3 separate regions of the Mus musculus genome follow, and all the other regions are linked to region 3. The links are chromatin contacts, called in public promoter capture Hi-C maps. All regions are on one chromosome and are shown on one strand. Each heading gives the region's core, a stretch centred on a gene start, on an enhancer-like site or on the middle of the called end of the contact. The rest is flanking DNA. Distances are from core to core; before and after follow the strand shown. Region 1 holds the start of Poglut3 (protein O-glucosyltransferase 3). Region 2 holds the start of Exph5 (exophilin 5). Region 3 holds the start of 2310030G06Rik (RIKEN cDNA 2310030G06 gene).

Evidence for each region. Promoter capture Hi-C pulls out the DNA fragments that hold promoters and counts their contacts.
Region 1: a contact with region 3 is called in a promoter capture Hi-C map of liver, with 5 times the contacts expected there. The contact joins the promoter of Poglut3 here to the promoter of 2310030G06Rik in region 3. A contact is called at or near these places in 4 of 39 promoter capture datasets (cranial neural crest, hippocampal neurons, liver and 1 more) and 1 of 115 datasets of contacts at active chromatin or transcription factors (embryonic stem cells).
Region 2: a promoter capture Hi-C map of liver shows a contact between it and region 3, with 2.2 times the contacts expected there. The contact joins the promoter of Exph5 here to the promoter of 2310030G06Rik in region 3.

What each region holds. Positions count from the first base shown.
Region 1 is chr9:53,382,293-53,385,333 of GRCm38.p6, reverse strand. It overlaps Poglut3 (protein O-glucosyltransferase 3), which reads right to left and starts at 1,311. Exons shown (of 8, transcript NM_212445.2): 1 at 1,048-1,311. The coding sequence starts at 1,234.
Region 2 is chr9:53,300,259-53,303,045 of GRCm38.p6, reverse strand. Exph5 (exophilin 5) reads right to left here and starts at 1,376. Exons shown (of 6, transcript NM_176846.3): 1 at 1,195-1,376. The coding sequence starts at 1,313.
Region 3 is chr9:50,744,710-50,747,826 of GRCm38.p6, reverse strand. It overlaps 2310030G06Rik (RIKEN cDNA 2310030G06 gene), which reads left to right and starts at 1,300. Exons shown (of 4, transcript NM_025865.3): 1 at 1,300-1,385. The coding sequence starts at 1,354. It also overlaps a transcript of Cryab not described here.

The DNA of each region.
Region 1 (3,041 bases), core at 62-2,561, 2.6 Mb before region 3:
TTGCAGAACATTTTATTTGGGGAAAAAGATTTTTAAAATGGGGGGGGGGGATCCTTACTCTCCTGCTGTAACCACATGAGTGCTTATCTGGGTTCATTTATTTATTACAGAACTGCAGATACACCATAACACGGTTTGAATCTGAACCATGTTCCACAGACTCCTGTTCTCAACACTTGATCCTCGCGCTCTCTGCTTTTGCGCGGCTGCAAGCCAGTCTAGAAACCCCTCTCAGCCTCCAAACCCGCACTCCTGAAGCTTCCCAGACTCCCTTGGACCTATTGGCAGTTCTTTAATGTTTACACCAGGCTGCAGAAATCCAATTGCAGCAACTGTGCTTTGCCCTGATAGGCAGGTTGCTTATTATCTATTTTCTCAGCAGAGTCTTAAGTTTTCGATAGGCAGACATTGCCATCCTCTTTTTTACTCCAGGATTACCATATACACGTGACTTCTAAGTACGTGAAATTCCCGTTTGCTCGGTGGAGGACGCCAAGGAGTTCTCTGCCTCTTTGCAGGCAAAACAGGACGCCAGATGGGAGCAGCCTTACATTTAGACACAAATTAGCAAATCCTGACTGGCAACAAGTTGAAACCAGCTGGACAAGTCCAGAGAAGCAATCAGATGTGGGAGGAGGGCCCTGCTGAGATTCAAGACAAGCGCCTCCCTTCTCCGGTTCTAGGAAGTTTCCCTGCTTCGCGTGGTCTGCACTGCGGGCCTAAGAAGAGTGGGCTGCTGAGGGAGGGAGGAAGGCGCGCCCTGCAGGCCAGGAAGGGCCATCTGCATCACGTGATGGCACCACTGCGCTCCGTGGGACCCCACAGGCGCCGTTTACTCTACTTACCCTTACATCTGTCACCGGGCGGGACCTGTGGCCCAGCCTTTGGAGTTAGTCACCCAACGGTCCTGAGTGGCACCTCCCGCCCCCGTGGGTGTCAGGGAGGAGGGAAGGGACGCCGATGGGAGGGGAGAGAAGACGACACCCGCAGTGGGGAGATGGCCACGTGTGGGGACAGGGACGCGCGGGGACGGCAACGGGCGCTGACCTGGCGGCGAGCTAGTGAAGTTCCGGCCGTCCGAGTCCACCGACTGCAGGAAGAAGTAGCGCACGGGCAGGACGGCGGCGGCCTGCAACCCAGGGCCCCACGCCAGGCTCCGCGGTGCGCTCACGCGCGCCCCGGCCCCCGCCGCCACCAGCAGGGCGAGCTGCAGCCCCAGCGGCAGGGCCTGCATGGTCGCCGGCTCTCAGCTCCGCTGGCCAGGGAGGAGCTGGAGCGCCGGGCCGAGGGGACACCCGAGGGCGGGCCTCTGGCTAGAGCCGCCCCGGGCGGGCCGGGCGCGCGCCCGGACCCCGACTGGCTCGTGTACCGCGCCCAGGCCTTACGCTCCTAGTCATCCCTACACTAGTTGCCTGAGTTTGCCAGTCTGGAGAAAGGCAGGGTGTGCTTGTTTTAAAATTGTTACCTCTTTTCTTTTTCTTCTTCTTGTTCTTCCTTTTCTTGTTCTTCCTTCTTTTCTTCTTCTTCTTCTTCTTCTTCTTCTTCTTCTTCTTCTTCTTCTTCTTCTTCTTCTCCTTCTCCTTCTCCTTCTCCTTCTCCTTCTCCTTCTCCTTCTCCTTCTCCTTCTCCTTCTCCTTCTCCTTCTCCTTCTCCTTCTCCTTCTCCTTCTCCTTCTCCTTCTCCTTCTCCTTCTCCTTCTCCTCCTCCTCCTCCTCCTCCTCCTCCTCCTCCTCCTCCTCCCCCTTTTCTTCTTCTATATTTTATTGTTTCTCCTTTTGAGAAGGAAGTCTCCCTCTGTATCTCAGGCTGGTTTTGAACTGATGACAATCCTTCCACCCCAGCCTCCTCCAGTAGAGGGAAATTAAAGGTGTGTAAGCCAAGCCACCTTGCCTTGTGGAGAAAACTGGTTGAGTTGGGGTTTTCCCTATGTATCTCCTACTGCCTTGGAACTCTCTATATATGTATATAGACTGGCTGATCTTTAACTCACTGTCATCCACCTGCCTCTGTGTCCCAGGTATTGGGATCAAAGGTGTGCACTACACCCAGACAGAAAAGGGTTGGAAACATGGCTTATTATAAATGCACATCAGGGTTTGGTTTCCAGTGCCACAGTGGAACAAGAGGAATAGCTTCCCTGTGAGGAATTCCCCTAGTCTTTGTTCACACACCGGCCCACCTGTTCCGTATATTTGTGATTGGCAGCCTACTACCCTGAAGTCCCTTATCTTTCGGTGTTTCCTGTGTAGGGCACTTGGGCAGCAGAAGGCAGGGTCTGGGCAAGCGTCTCAGTAGAGTTGGGCACCTATCCTTCCCTGCCCACTATGCCCTGGGCACCCCACTCCTGAGCATCAAGAGCCGGGAAGAACAGCCCCACAGCCCCCGTTTGTTCACTCTTGCTAATTATTTTTTCTTTTTATCTGAGTTTTAGGAACTAATTATTCTTCCCAGGATGAGAAATCTGGAAGAATTCATCCTGCAGAATGGGCAGAGATCTTCCTGGTAGATCTCAACCCAGAGCTTATCAGAACCAGGCCCCAGGCTTTAATTGGGCTCCTGAGCATTTTGAGCTCCGGCCCAGGTCACCAACCCAATTACCAATCATAGGCGAGTATAGAGGCCAGCAGGAAGAAATCGGCAGATGCCCATATGCACTCTACAGCGCTGGGGTCTCAGGTTAGCCCCTGGACGTTATAGACAGCGCTCTTTAGACGCATCATTAGGAACTGGGAATAAGTCACTTGTAAATTGCAGGGCAGCAGTGTAGTGTAACTTAGTGTGATTTCCAATGGCTTGTTTCCTGGGGTCGTTTGCATGCTTTGATGGAACGCCTACTCTGCTCTGCTCCAGCTAGCATTTATACATAAATAAATACCACCACACACAATAAATACCCACACACAAAACCTGTGTAAACACATTTTATCTACACCCTGCCAAAATTGAACTTAAATTTCCTTTTCCCAGAGAAGTGAGTCGGGGGTTATCTGGCTCTAGGTGATAGTGCCTAAGAAATTATATAACACTTGAAATAGAAGCCG
Region 2 (2,787 bases), core at 127-2,626, 2.6 Mb before region 3:
GGGATTGTGTATGCTTTGAAGCTGGCCCTAAGTAGATCTATGTCCTTCTCTGAATGGGGTGACACCCCGTGTGGCCGACGTGCATATGTGTGGGCACTCACGGGTGAGTGTGAACACACTGCTTTCAGAGTGAATGATTGACTTTTTACTGACTGATTGGAAGGGACGGAGCCTGTGTGATGAGATCTCCATTCTCAAACTTTAAACACCATTGCCCCCGCCCTTCCTAGAGAGCCACATAGGAGAAAAAATGAAGAGGGAGCTTTGGGCTCAGTGTCTTCTGTCTCTGCAAAGACTAAGGAGGGTTCCATAATTGGAAGTTTGTCCTTGGAGGCGTTTCTTTTGGGGTGAGGAAGAGGAGGGCGGAGGTGGGAGGGACTGATTGGAATTGGGAACCTGAATGACTTCACCAAGCCAGCTCTCTAAACTCCAGCTTATGCCTACATTGCAGCCTGTGTGCTATCTTGGATTTCCTCCCACACTTCACTGCAGAAGACTTGAATAGGTCTGTGGGTTCGTACTCCAGCAGGGAAAAAAATAATAAGTTAATTTATGCTCCCAAGAATCATTTCTGGACGTAATTTGCTAGTTTCTTATCCCGTCCTCACCTACAACATTGTATTTATTAATAAGGCCATTGGTTGGATCCCGTAGAAACTCCTTCTTACAGCACCACACCACAGCCAACCCCACGTGTCTAAGTCCCATTCACCCACACAGGACCCTCTGGCAAGTTCCTGGATCTCCCTCCTGTTCTGGGCCTCTAGCTTGGAGGGAACAGCTGCCAGGATCCAGTTCTAGGGAGTGCCGTACAATAACTCACGTGCCCTAAAACGGTCCGACCTTATCCCTAGTAGCCTATGACGCACCTGAGCCTCTACTATGCCTGAACCCCTCCCAGCTGAGGTTAGCCCAGGTGTCCTGAACAGGCGGGGACCCACGCACCGAGAAATGCAAAGAACGAGCGACTTTCTCCCTCCTCCCTGCGGAGTCCTGGACTCCCAGCCAAGTCGCTGGGGATGGAGAGCCTGGAGAGAGCACCCGGGAGGCATCTGGAGACCCACTGAAACAACGTCTTCGTTCCCTCTTGCCACTCCAAGCAGCACCTGCATAGGGTCCCAGCAGGTGTCCCTGGGTTCCCTCGGAAACCAACAGGATGCAGGCCCAGCCCAAGAGGAGGAGTTCGCTTCGTACCTGATCCTGTCCTTCTCTGCCCTCCGGAGTTCCTCATTTCTTTCCAGTACCTGGAGGATCTTCCTGGCTTCTTCCTCGTTTAGGAAGCTGAAATCAAACCCCTGAGGAACTTTCGTCATTTTCTCTCCCGTGTGCGAGTTATGTGTACTTAAGCTCCTTGGCGCCTCCTGTTACAAAGCCATTTTTCAAGATAATGAAGACTAGTTTTCCCGAACTTGATCCCATAGCCCATAATAGCTCCGCGCCTTTGAAAAGCTAAAACCACAAACCTCGGGACCAGCCCACACATACAGGGCTCCTTTTGACAACACCTTAATGACATGTTTCTCTCAACCTGTCCAACCGAGATGCAAAGTGAGTGACTAAATGGAGAAAAGGAACCAATCGCATTTGGGGGGCGGGGCGGACTTTGCAGCGTCTCTTCCCACCCCCCACCCCCTTCCCACCCTCTATGTGACTTGTTAAGCAAACAAGCCTACATAATTCTGTCTCTAAGGAAGGCTTGCCCTTGAGTGTTAGCCCCTAAGTATTTGCTTGGCTGTTGCTATTTGCTGGAAGAATTTGAGCTTGTCTAGAAGAAAGACGAAGAAGGAAAAAGATTCACGACTAATCCTGTCTTTCAATGATTGAGAACAGGAGAACTGGTAGGAGCTTGCTAGAGTTAGTAGAAGTGTTATCTTATTTAAAAGACCGGGGAAGCCTAAACTCACTTTATCTCAGGCTTTGGCTCAGAGGGACTCACAGAAGGACTGGCATTAGGCTACCTTTGGAAATTGAATTATTTGCCAAACTTGCCATCACCCCACACACACACACAGTCCCATTGTCTCATAGAAAGTCATTCTCAGACTTTGAAAAGCCCCACTGACAGTATTTTAGAAAGCGAATCACAATCCCGTGCAACCACAGAAAGTGCTTTTCCTAGAAAGCCAATTATTCCATGACATAGTGAAGTCAGGTATTTCCAAGGATGTGCATACATGTGCTTTGTTTTTTTTTGTTTTTTTTTTTTTTAAGATAAATGTCTTTCCAGAAAACTTGTTTCTCTACATAAAAACAATTTGTCCGGTGGACATACATTCCCCCAATACCCTTAATTTAGTCCTTTCTGCTGTGATTTTGATGGTCACTAATATCTACAAGGTATGTCCACAAATACCATCTTTTCATGATAAATAAACCAAACTGGGTTTCACTCCTCTAAAGGAAAAACAGTCAAAACTATAAAGAATGGTTGCTTTTGCTGCTGGTCCCTTGTCTTATCTTTGGTATGTCTGAAGAAACAGCCTTTGAAACAACTTTTTTGTGGGCATCTATTAGCTGCAAGAAGTGGGGATCCACTCTATAACATACAACACAGAACTCCCTCATAGATTGTCTCTATGTTAATGATGGCAGTTTGGAAGTCTGTCATGTACACACTGTTCAGGTATTCTTGCATGTTCCTTTACTAGGTATATGGACTGACCTTCTAATGTCGGTAGTGGTGAGGTTTTGTCCTGTTCTTATCAGTGAGCTGACTGAAACTAACCTATTCTGGAACCTGTTCCATGAAGCTATTGTATACACACCAAACAACACAGTCCTTTCCTC
Region 3 (3,117 bases), core at 51-2,550:
GTAGGATACGGAATGGCCTGCAGGATTGGAACATGAGATAGTAGAATACAATGCTTAGCCATCTGATCACTGAGAACAATAGTAGTAACAATGGTTAAGACTTACTGAGGGCGTCCCATGCGTCTGGCCTGTTCAGAAGCTTTGTACACACATACCTCATTCAGTTATCACAGCCCTATGAAGTGGCCACTCTCAGGCCCGTTTTTCCCAAGATGAGGAGGAATTCAGAATCCAGTGTACTCCATGGAGTTCAGGGCTGACTATGAATATTCCAGGACAATACTCAAAATGCCAAGAAAATATTGAAGATCGGAATTGCAGGTTTCAAAGATTTTCTTAGAGACATATTCTCCCTTCTCTCTTTCCTTTCTTTCTCTCTTGTTTGTTTCTGTTTATTTAAGACAGGGTACCTCTATGAATTCTATGAATTCCTGGCTGTCCTGAAACTTGCTCCTGTAGCCCAGGCTGGCCTCAAACTCTCAGAGATCCTCATCCTCCTGCCTCCCGAGTGCCAGGAGGTATACACCATACTCAACCTGGTAACATATTGTCTCAGGGGAATTCATTCAGCTGCCTCATAGTTTCTGGCCAGGGAAGAGTGAATCCAATTTTGGGTCATTGGAAGCAGAAGCTACAAGCAGGGGTAAGTAGAGATTTCATGGTCCTGGACTGGGGAGAGAACATTGAGTGCTCCGTGCCAATCAGTTAGCCATCTGGTTTATACCAGAAAGAGGATTAAGTAATACATTCAGTACTTATGCCTTGGTGTGCTGGAAATCTAGATGGTAAATGGTTAGGAGATATGCGCACATTATTAATTCTAGTCGTGGGAATATGAGAGCATTCCATTTTCCTACATTTCAGGTTCCAAAAGCCTCTAGGATTCAAACCCAAATTGAGGACATCAGAAACTAGTACCAATTACCTTGACAGTGAAACTCAAACCTGAGTGTGGTAGGGCAAACGTAGTGGCCGAGCTTTGACTCCCTTATGGAGGGTCTATTTCAAAGGCCGTGCGATACAGAGAGACACATTTCCTATGGAAACTCAGAGCCCTTTTGTATCTCAGGTTTCTTTATAAATCGAAGCTTGCAGCTTCATCAAAAGGAGTTTCAAATCCCTAAGGTGAGATAACTCTCACCTGGAGCCCGTGTGTCTTCCTGCCCTTTGGCTGCGAACAGTCACTTGGGAATCATTCCACCAGGTGGCTTCCAAGGTCCAACCTACTCGGTTGAAATCTGATCCTGACAGACTTCCTGGGAGCCGTTGCCGTTCGCTCAGCCGGGAACCAGGAAATGCGCAAACCTCTTTATGTCTGAAAACCAGCTGGGCTCCCTGGGAGACACAACCGCCATGGGAAACCGGCTCTGCTGTGGGGGAACCTGGTGAGTAGGGCCGAAAGGTGGAGGGGACCGCCTCCGGTGGTGGATATGAAACCCTGAGAATCAGACAGCCTGGAGACCGTCCGTGCCTTCCTCCACCTGCCACGTCCTAGGTGGAGCAGAGAGCGGTGCCTTAGGACGCTTGGAAAACACAGCAAGCTGGAGAGTGGCCAGAGGTTGGCTGCACCGGTGGGCCAGCCTGGTTTCTCTCTTCTCTCCTTTCCTTCCTTCCGATGCTCTCTCCTTTTTTATTCTTCCGCAGATCATAATAACGGGAGCATTGGAGTGCTCTCTATGTGCAGTCACTTTCTAATCTGGGTTAATTGTCCCAGGTCTTCTGTGAGTGAGTGGTCTTACCGTTGTTCCCATCTTGGCCGGTTAAGGAGCGGAGGCTCAGAGAAGGTAGTGTCAGTCACATGGCTAGTAGCTTAGCAGGTAAAACAAGATTCCAAGCGCGGAGGCTAGACTTCAGGGCCCATACTTTCCTCACTAGGTAATCAGAGATGTGACCATGGATTGAGCAACTGAATTTGGACAAATGTTTGTTTGAAACTGCAGAAGTGGGAAGGAAGAGAATCCACTGGAACTGTGAATATAACTTTCATGCTATTTGCTGTGTGGCCTCATGCAGTCCAGTCAATTCACTGGGTCCTCGATTTTTTTAAAAATATACAGTCCCTATTATTTGTATCATAGGTTGGTTTTAGAGATCGAAAGCTAGTAAGAACAAAAAATACAAAATAAAAACAACAGCAACAACAACAAAAAACCCCACCAAATAATAGATTATTTGTGGTTTTTGTAACTTTCCCCCCAGGGTGTTCACCACCACTACAAACTCCCAAATATGGCTTCATCCTGTCAGCTGCCTCTTAGCTATATGATCCATGTCTGGGTCAGAGTTCAAAGAATACTTATTTACAGGTAAACATCACATGTAGAGAGAAAAGTGAGATACATTGGAAAGCACCTAAAATTTGAAAACAATACTAGACTCCAGTCCTGTGCCTGCTAGTTTATTAATCTAGTTGGTTATTAAACAAATATCAACTGAGCATGTGCTGGGTACCAGGAAGTGACAGATACAGAAGTCAGCAATAAAAGGAAACTTGGATAAACATGGTAGTGAATGCCTTTGATCCCAGCTATTGAAAGGCAGAGGCAGGCCATTTCAGGATAGCCAAGGTTACATAGAGAGACCCTGTCTCAAAAAACTAAAAATAGACAAATAAATAAGACCCTGCCTATAAGTGTATATTTGTTTACATGTATATTTATTTATTCTTTGTTTGATTTTTAAGGCAGGTTCTCTCTCTGTCGTCCTGGAGCTCTCTATGTAGACCAGGCTGGCCTTGAACTCAATAGTCTGCCTGACTCTGCCTCACTAGTGCTAGGATTAAAGGCCTGTACCATTACAGCCAGCCCTGATTTACTTATTTTTAGAGGGAGGTTTTGATCTGTAGCCCTGATTGGTCTGTAACTCACTACATAGACCATGTTGGCTTTGAACTTGTGGTAGTCCCTCTGCCCCTGCCTCCCAAGTGCTGGGATTGCAGGCAAGTTTTGTGTCTGTCTTTTGTTGATGCTCATAATATGTTAGGAGTCATGCTTAATATCTTACACCACTCTATTTAATCCTTACTAGCAATTCCATGATGTTTAAATTCTATTAACAATTTTCATTTTAACACTGAGAACATGGAGGAGGTTCAGGGAAGTTGAAAACCTGTTGAAA